Regions from separate parts of the Bicyclus anynana genome. Here region 1 is linked to region 2. A link is a contact called in public Hi-C data. All regions are on one chromosome and are shown on one strand. The core of a region is the stretch at or near the end of the contact, and the rest is flanking DNA. Distances in the headings are between cores, read along the strand shown. Region 1 holds the start of LOC112053975 (putative transcription factor SOX-15). Region 2 has its middle 2.7 kb from the start of LOC112053974.

Region 1 (3,362 bases), core at 759-3,258, 180 kb after region 2:
TTCGAATCCCGACATAAAAAGAGGGTGTTCTGTTTTATAAGTTTTGCCTAGGCAGTGCATAGAATATCTGATTATACAAATTGCTGGTAACATATAGGTAACACAACCTAGTAATTATTATGTTGTTATTAAAAAAACAATCTTCCGATAATTATTTTTTTGTAATTTTCCACAAAATTGCGAGTGCCCTTCTAAGCCTTCAGATGTTAAGCACCATTTTGAAAATACGATTGTTAATGAAGAATTAATTAACTCGAGGGTGACTTTATCGTTAATGATATTGGTTGAACCTAAACCCAAATTTATTCGAATAGTGCTACGATAAACATCTTTGCTCTATTGTTAATTTGGAATAAAAAATCGAAGAGTTCGTTTTGTAAAAATTAATTTATTTTGTTATCGTTTGTACGGTGTTAATCTCCCAACTTCTGAGCTCATGGTAGAATATTCTGGAAATAAATAATTTATTTTTTTCTTTGTACCTACCTACCAATGAATACATAACACTACACACAGTACACAGATTCTAGACATCGTGATTCTTGATTGATTGATGAAAACCCTATTATACAGCAAACACTTTTTAACAAACCTACCTTTAAACATAGATATAACTACCTACTATCAATATACTTAATACATCTTTTTTAAAGTCGGCTATTAAGGTTAAGTGCCTATACGACAGGGATTTTACAAATCCGGAAAAAGGTTTCGTTTCTCTGGATTTTTTTATTCATGCATTTCGTAAAGCAGTAAGTTTGTATCTAGTTGATAATAATGAGTATGTAGTACCTACTTACTGCTTAAGCCATAATTTGATTTATTTATTTATGTTCTTTATTTGTACAGCACAACGTAAAATAAAAAATAACAAACAATACAAGCTAAAAGCATTAAGTATACAAATGGCTTCCATAACGCTACGCTACGATTTCTTCCAGACAACCTTAGATTTCGAAAAATGTGGGAACAAGCTTAAAACTTTTATTTTATTACTTCTGCCAAATATTTAAGCAGATAGATAAACCTACTTACTACAATGATTATAGTATAAAATCATTGACTTATTAAGTATAAAAAATCTATTTCGTCAATGTAGTTCTTCATATGCGATTCAGAGCTAAGACATGTAACAATAGACAAATCAGATTAATGATAGATGACGTGATAATTTGATCACGTTATCTTCTAATTATATAATTGGTCGATTATTGCACACTTTCGCTCGGCACTGCTCGACCCCATTCAAGGGAATCACTATCTACCTATTTCATAAATTTTACCAGTTTAAGTGTCAAATAAGAATAAGAGGCTTTAATATAACTTGAACTGATTGGGGGCTTCCCCTTTTTCGGAAGCCGGTTAAAATGTTAAAAAATTTCGCCAACCTTCGTATAGCTTGAAATTATTTTTTATTTTAACTATCCACCAAGGTATATACTAGGTAGACGGTACTCTTAGTGTAGCTAGATATAATGGTACAGTTCGTTTCATGTAGGATGGTGCGGGTGACAGTTCGTTTCACTCTTGAAAGTTTGCCGTGATTCACGATAATAATACGTATTATGAACGTCATACAGGCGACTGTCACCGTACCCATGCTATCTTTACAAAACACTTTAATTACAAAAAAATAAGTAAGTAATACGTACCTCTATAATATAATATTTTTTTCGTTCTATTGTTCTCACTCACTTAATGTAAATATCACGATATCTTTATACTAGTAGTGGGTACATCCAGAATGAGGTCTGAACTTTAACCGCAACTTGTCACATAAACTTCGCTAATCACTTTTTCCTAAAATACCCGCACGACAGATAAAAACACACGAAATCACTTTCCACTAAGTCTTTTGAAAGTTATTCTTTGGGCGGTAGATTTAAAATCGTTTGCCTGTCGTCGATAAAAGTTCGAGGAATATTTTAAATTTTTGAATTAGGAACATAGCACGATCACTTCGCGCCGGCGGGCGAGCACGATCGACTGGAGTCGCATGCGCACCTCAGAGCGGGCGAGCGATAGGGCCAGGTGAGGTCAACCTTTCGTAGGTATTTGTAAAGCTCTACACATAAAAATATGAGTTAAACTGGTAGCATAAAAATAATAATGCAATTATTTAAATATTAATGTACTTCAATGTTGTATGTGTGCAACATTTATATCTTTATAATATGAAACTGTTGTTTAATCTTAAGTCAGCCGATAATAACTGAAACATATTTGTAACTGAATTACAGAAGATATCGTAATTCACTCAATCAATTTCTCAACTAAATTTACTCAGGAAAATACCTTTTATAGTTTTACAGGAAGGTATTTAATTAAAATTTGTAATAAAAGGTATTTATTAAATATTGGTATTTCAATTCCAATTAAATTCATCTCATTAAAAATACGTTTTGTTAATGTATATGATATAAATAAAGAATAATATTTTTATGAACAAAATAAAGGCAAAGCTCAAAACGAAAATTGTGGAGTACACCTGGCGAAACCTGTTGAGTCAACAAACGTATGCGTCAAGCGTCTTGGGTATATGCAGGAAAAACGACCGTCTCTATCCCACAACAGTAAACATGAATCAAGTGAGAAAAGGACAACTCTATGTTAGAGATGATTTAACACGGATCATATTCTGCAATTACATCTTAGAAACTACTTAAGTACTCGACAACTTGATTAATAAATTTTAAATTTTAACACGATGATCATAAGGTGTGTTTTTGTGAAAATTTATCTCAAGTTTATTAAAATTTTAAGTTACATAGATAACTCCGATTATAAATGTTTTAACAAATTAAATGCTTTACTAAACTGTTAATAAACTAATCAAATAATTATTAAAGTCCTTTTAAAGCTTTAAAAAAAGAATACAAAGTAAGTTGGTTTTAGAAAGATAATTTTGGCATCGGATGCGTAGGCACAGGCGGACAGTGGACACGATTCATTGGTCGTGAAACTGCATCTGATCATTGTGTCTCTTTCATACTTTATATCTAACCGTACAACAGAGGGAGATAACATGTTGTTCACATCTTTATGGACCAAAATGTAGACGTGGCCATTTTGGTTTCATCCCAGATGGCGATCGGCCAATTTTCGTAGGTAGGAGGAAATGATACAGACAGTTTTACATAGCGGACTTTTTTATGTTATTTATCTTTAAAAACCAGTGCGGTCGATGGTTATCGTTTAAATCAAGTTTTTTTAAGCGGTCAAAGATTAATTAAAACTCACTGAAGACTAAGCAAGTACGATTATGTACCTATCTGACTACATATAGGCAATATATAAATAATATATATTTAGGTACCTACTGTTTAACTCTTGCAAGTAGGGGTAGGTATTTAAATATTATA
Region 2 (3,304 bases), core at 800-3,299:
ATCATCAATTTTTCACTTACTATCAGGTGAGATTGTAGTCAAAGGCTACATTACATAGGTACATACAAGGATTAATAACAAAGCAGATCCCTTTGTGATTAACATTTATTTTCATGGCACTCTGATTTCATTTATGAATGAAAATGTTTTCACTGGGAAACACAATAATGTAGACGCTCGTGCTTTCAAAACCGTATAATTAGCCGTACAAAATATTAATTTTGCAGAGCGTATCTGGCGATCTTCTCGAGGATTATTCAATAAGGTAGGTAAGCTATTAAGGGAATACTTTTATGTTCCGAGCTTAGCGCGCAAGATATCTGTATTACGATATGTATAGTGGCGTGTTTGTTTAAATCGTACCCTGGGCGGCTAAGGACCCGATTACACTGAAAATATCAGTATGTATGTATAATGTAAGTTTGAATAGGGAGAATGACCACTAGACAATACAACTTCAGCCCCGGCAACCCAGGTATACACCCGTTTAAAAGTATGGATGTTAATTATATTATTATAGTATACATAGTTAATTTTTTTTGTTTGCAAATAAACTGTCTCAGTAAAAATTGCTTACACAATGTAGGGAATTGTGCAGCAATACAATACATGTAATATTTAAGTATAGCTTTTGATGTCTCAACAGTTAGGTTATCAGCTTTCCATATAGATTTCTCGAGCTGTTGTAAAATTGAATGAATTAAATTTTGCGCATAATTTTGTAACATAGTTTCATATTCTAATTAAAGTCTAGAAAAAAAAATATAAAAATCTAACTATAAATTTGAAATGTTACTGTTCTGTTGGAAACATTTAATGTATTTTCAGCGCTGAATAAAACCAAGCATTAAATAAATTAAAACACCCACCTATTACCATTTTTTGCTTTTTTTTATTTGTGTTTGATTTCGTCTAAATGTTTTGAGACATTTAGACTTTTTTTTTAATTTTGATATCCTGTAAATGTAAGCATGATTATTATCATCAGGCACCGAATCGAGGTTTTTTCTTTTTGAAAATACAATATTTGATTTTTGGTTGAGTTTTAAGTGTCAAACTTGTGCGCATCATTGTACAAAAATTCAAGCACTCCCACTGTTAGTTTTCTATCAGATTTGGTGTAGCTTTCTTCATGGTATTAATAAGAGCTTGCGAACCATGCCAGCGGTTGTATGTACAGAGTGTTCCGTGTTGTAAAAACTTAAATATTTATTAGTTCTTTTCAGGTTTTTTTTTTAAAAACATAATTCATTCTTTCTATCTATATATTTTGCAAATCAAGCAAAATTACAGGTAAGTGTAGTGGTGTAGGTATTAAATAGGTACTTGTCAAATTTGATATTTTAGTGCATTTTCATTAGACCTACTATTTGCCCAACAAAATTCGTACCGTAGTAAAACATAAGATTTATTGGATGTTACTTTCGGTTAAATTTTTGTTTTGACCCATGTATTAGAGCAAACAAAAAAAACATCAGTGCGACTCGGACTCGTGAAAAAATGGTTCCGTACGTTTTCATTATTAATCGAAATCGGACTGCGTAGTTTTTGCTGAGCTTTTCTCGAATTTCCACTTTACAAATGTATAGTTTTTGATATTTTATTCTTGTTGCTAATAACAATGCTACTTACCAATTTTCGTAGCTCAAGGTCAATGGGAAGTATCGTATGAGTTTTAATGCCCAGAGTGTCGAAATATGCGTTTTTTTTTGCTGAACAAACGGTCGTTTCTATTTTTACGTAAGCTTAGAATTATTTTTCATAACTTCGTAGACGGACGGACGGACAGCGGAGTATGGGTTCTCATTTTACCCTTTGCGTACAGAAAATAAGTTAAGCCGTTTCCGAGTTTTAGACTAACAAACAGCTCTGTTTAAAAGTCCAACTCTTAATTCACCATGATTAATAAATAATTAATTAATATAATTAAGAGAGCAACCCGTATACAGCAAATCTGAATGGATAATCCTTCGTATAAGCAGTAATAATAATAAGACGTGATCGACGCGAGCCTTCAAAGTTCATCGCTCAATCAACCCGCCGCATGACGTCACTTGTCGTGAGCGTGCCCGCCTCGCCGAGAGATGGCGCTTGACGATTGAATCTACCCTCACGGTATGTGTGTGGCTAGTAAAGGTTGATGAACTCGCATTACTTATTAGTTATATTCCAAATTTAAATTCGTTCATTTCAATTATAACTGACCTGCCTGCGATTCGGAGGGCGTAGGTTCAAATCCGGGCCGGGGCATACACCTCCAACTTTTCAGATGTGCATTATAAGAAATAAAATATATTTTGTAGGGACTTCCAAACATCACGATACTGAGCCAGCTGCATCCAGCGAATCCCTCCGACTCGCTTGATGTCGTCAGTCCACCTGGTGGGTCGAACAATACTGCTCTTACATGTGCGGGGTCGCCATTCCGGCACTTTGGGACCCCAACGTCCATCGGCTCTTCGAACTATGTGCCCCGCGCATTGCCACTTCAGCTTCGCAACTCGTTGATCTATGTCAGCGACTTTGGTTCTTCTGCGGATCTCCTCATTTCTGATTCGATCACTCAGAGGTACTCCTAACATAGCTCGTTGCATCGCCCGCTGTGTGACTATGGGTAGAATAAAATACCTCTTCCGAGGAAGCTTGCTTCCATATTAGTACTGCCTTGCTGTTTACACTTAGGTAATATTAGTTGAGATCGCAGAATTAAGGATAGGACTAACTTGTTATTAAGCAAAACATAACACAAAATTGAAAATTTTGAAAACCCCCTGTCATGAAATTATTAATTGAGAGTGTATCTCAATCAAGTCATCAATATTCTCTTTCAGTGCGCTTTCACCCCGAGACCCCACTCAAGTATATTTGCAGACATTGAGTTATTCTTCCCCACTTTCACCACCCCACAACTTTTAAACGGCTCAGCCGATTTTCATTAAACATCTCTAAGAATACTCACACATAAGTCACCTTTAATACAAAAAAAAAAAAAACTAAATTGTAATCGCTTCATCCGTTCGGGATCTATGTGCCACAGACAGACATACATATCAAACTTATAATATCCCTCTTTTGGCATTGGGGGTACACACAAATGAGTTGCTGCCATTTAGTTCTACATCTAATACTAAAACCAAAAGGTCTTCCGAAAGTAGAATTACCTAAACAAGTAGGAATGATCTACTCAATTGAACAACTAGGCAAATGATTAGCAGTTATAAAATAGGTTAGATAACTTCTTATTGAGAGCAAGGTTAATTTGAAGTAAGTATTATAATTTGCGCTCAGTTCGATTGTTCGTTGC

What was found. A called contact is a pair of places that touch in the nucleus more often than the background predicts.
Region 1: a contact with region 2 is called in a Hi-C map of whole body, with 2.2 times the contacts expected there. The contact joins the promoter of LOC112053975 here to the enhancer-like site in region 2. A contact is called at or near these places in 2 of 2 Hi-C or Micro-C datasets (whole body and whole larva).

What each region holds. Positions count from the first base shown.
Region 1 is chr2:14,095,342-14,098,703 of ilBicAnyn1.1, forward strand. It overlaps LOC112053975 (putative transcription factor SOX-15), which reads right to left and starts at 2,009. Exons shown (of 4, transcript XM_024093610.2): 1 at 1,653-2,009. The region is part of intron 1 of LOC112051542 (transmembrane protein 14C); the gene reads left to right.
Region 2 is chr2:13,910,447-13,913,750 of ilBicAnyn1.1, forward strand. No RefSeq gene overlaps it. Among protein-coding and RNA genes, the nearest start is that of LOC112053974, 2.7 kb to the left of the region's middle. Within about 2 kb of position 2,050, at least 8 of the 8 cell types and tissues checked have open chromatin away from gene starts, as enhancers often do.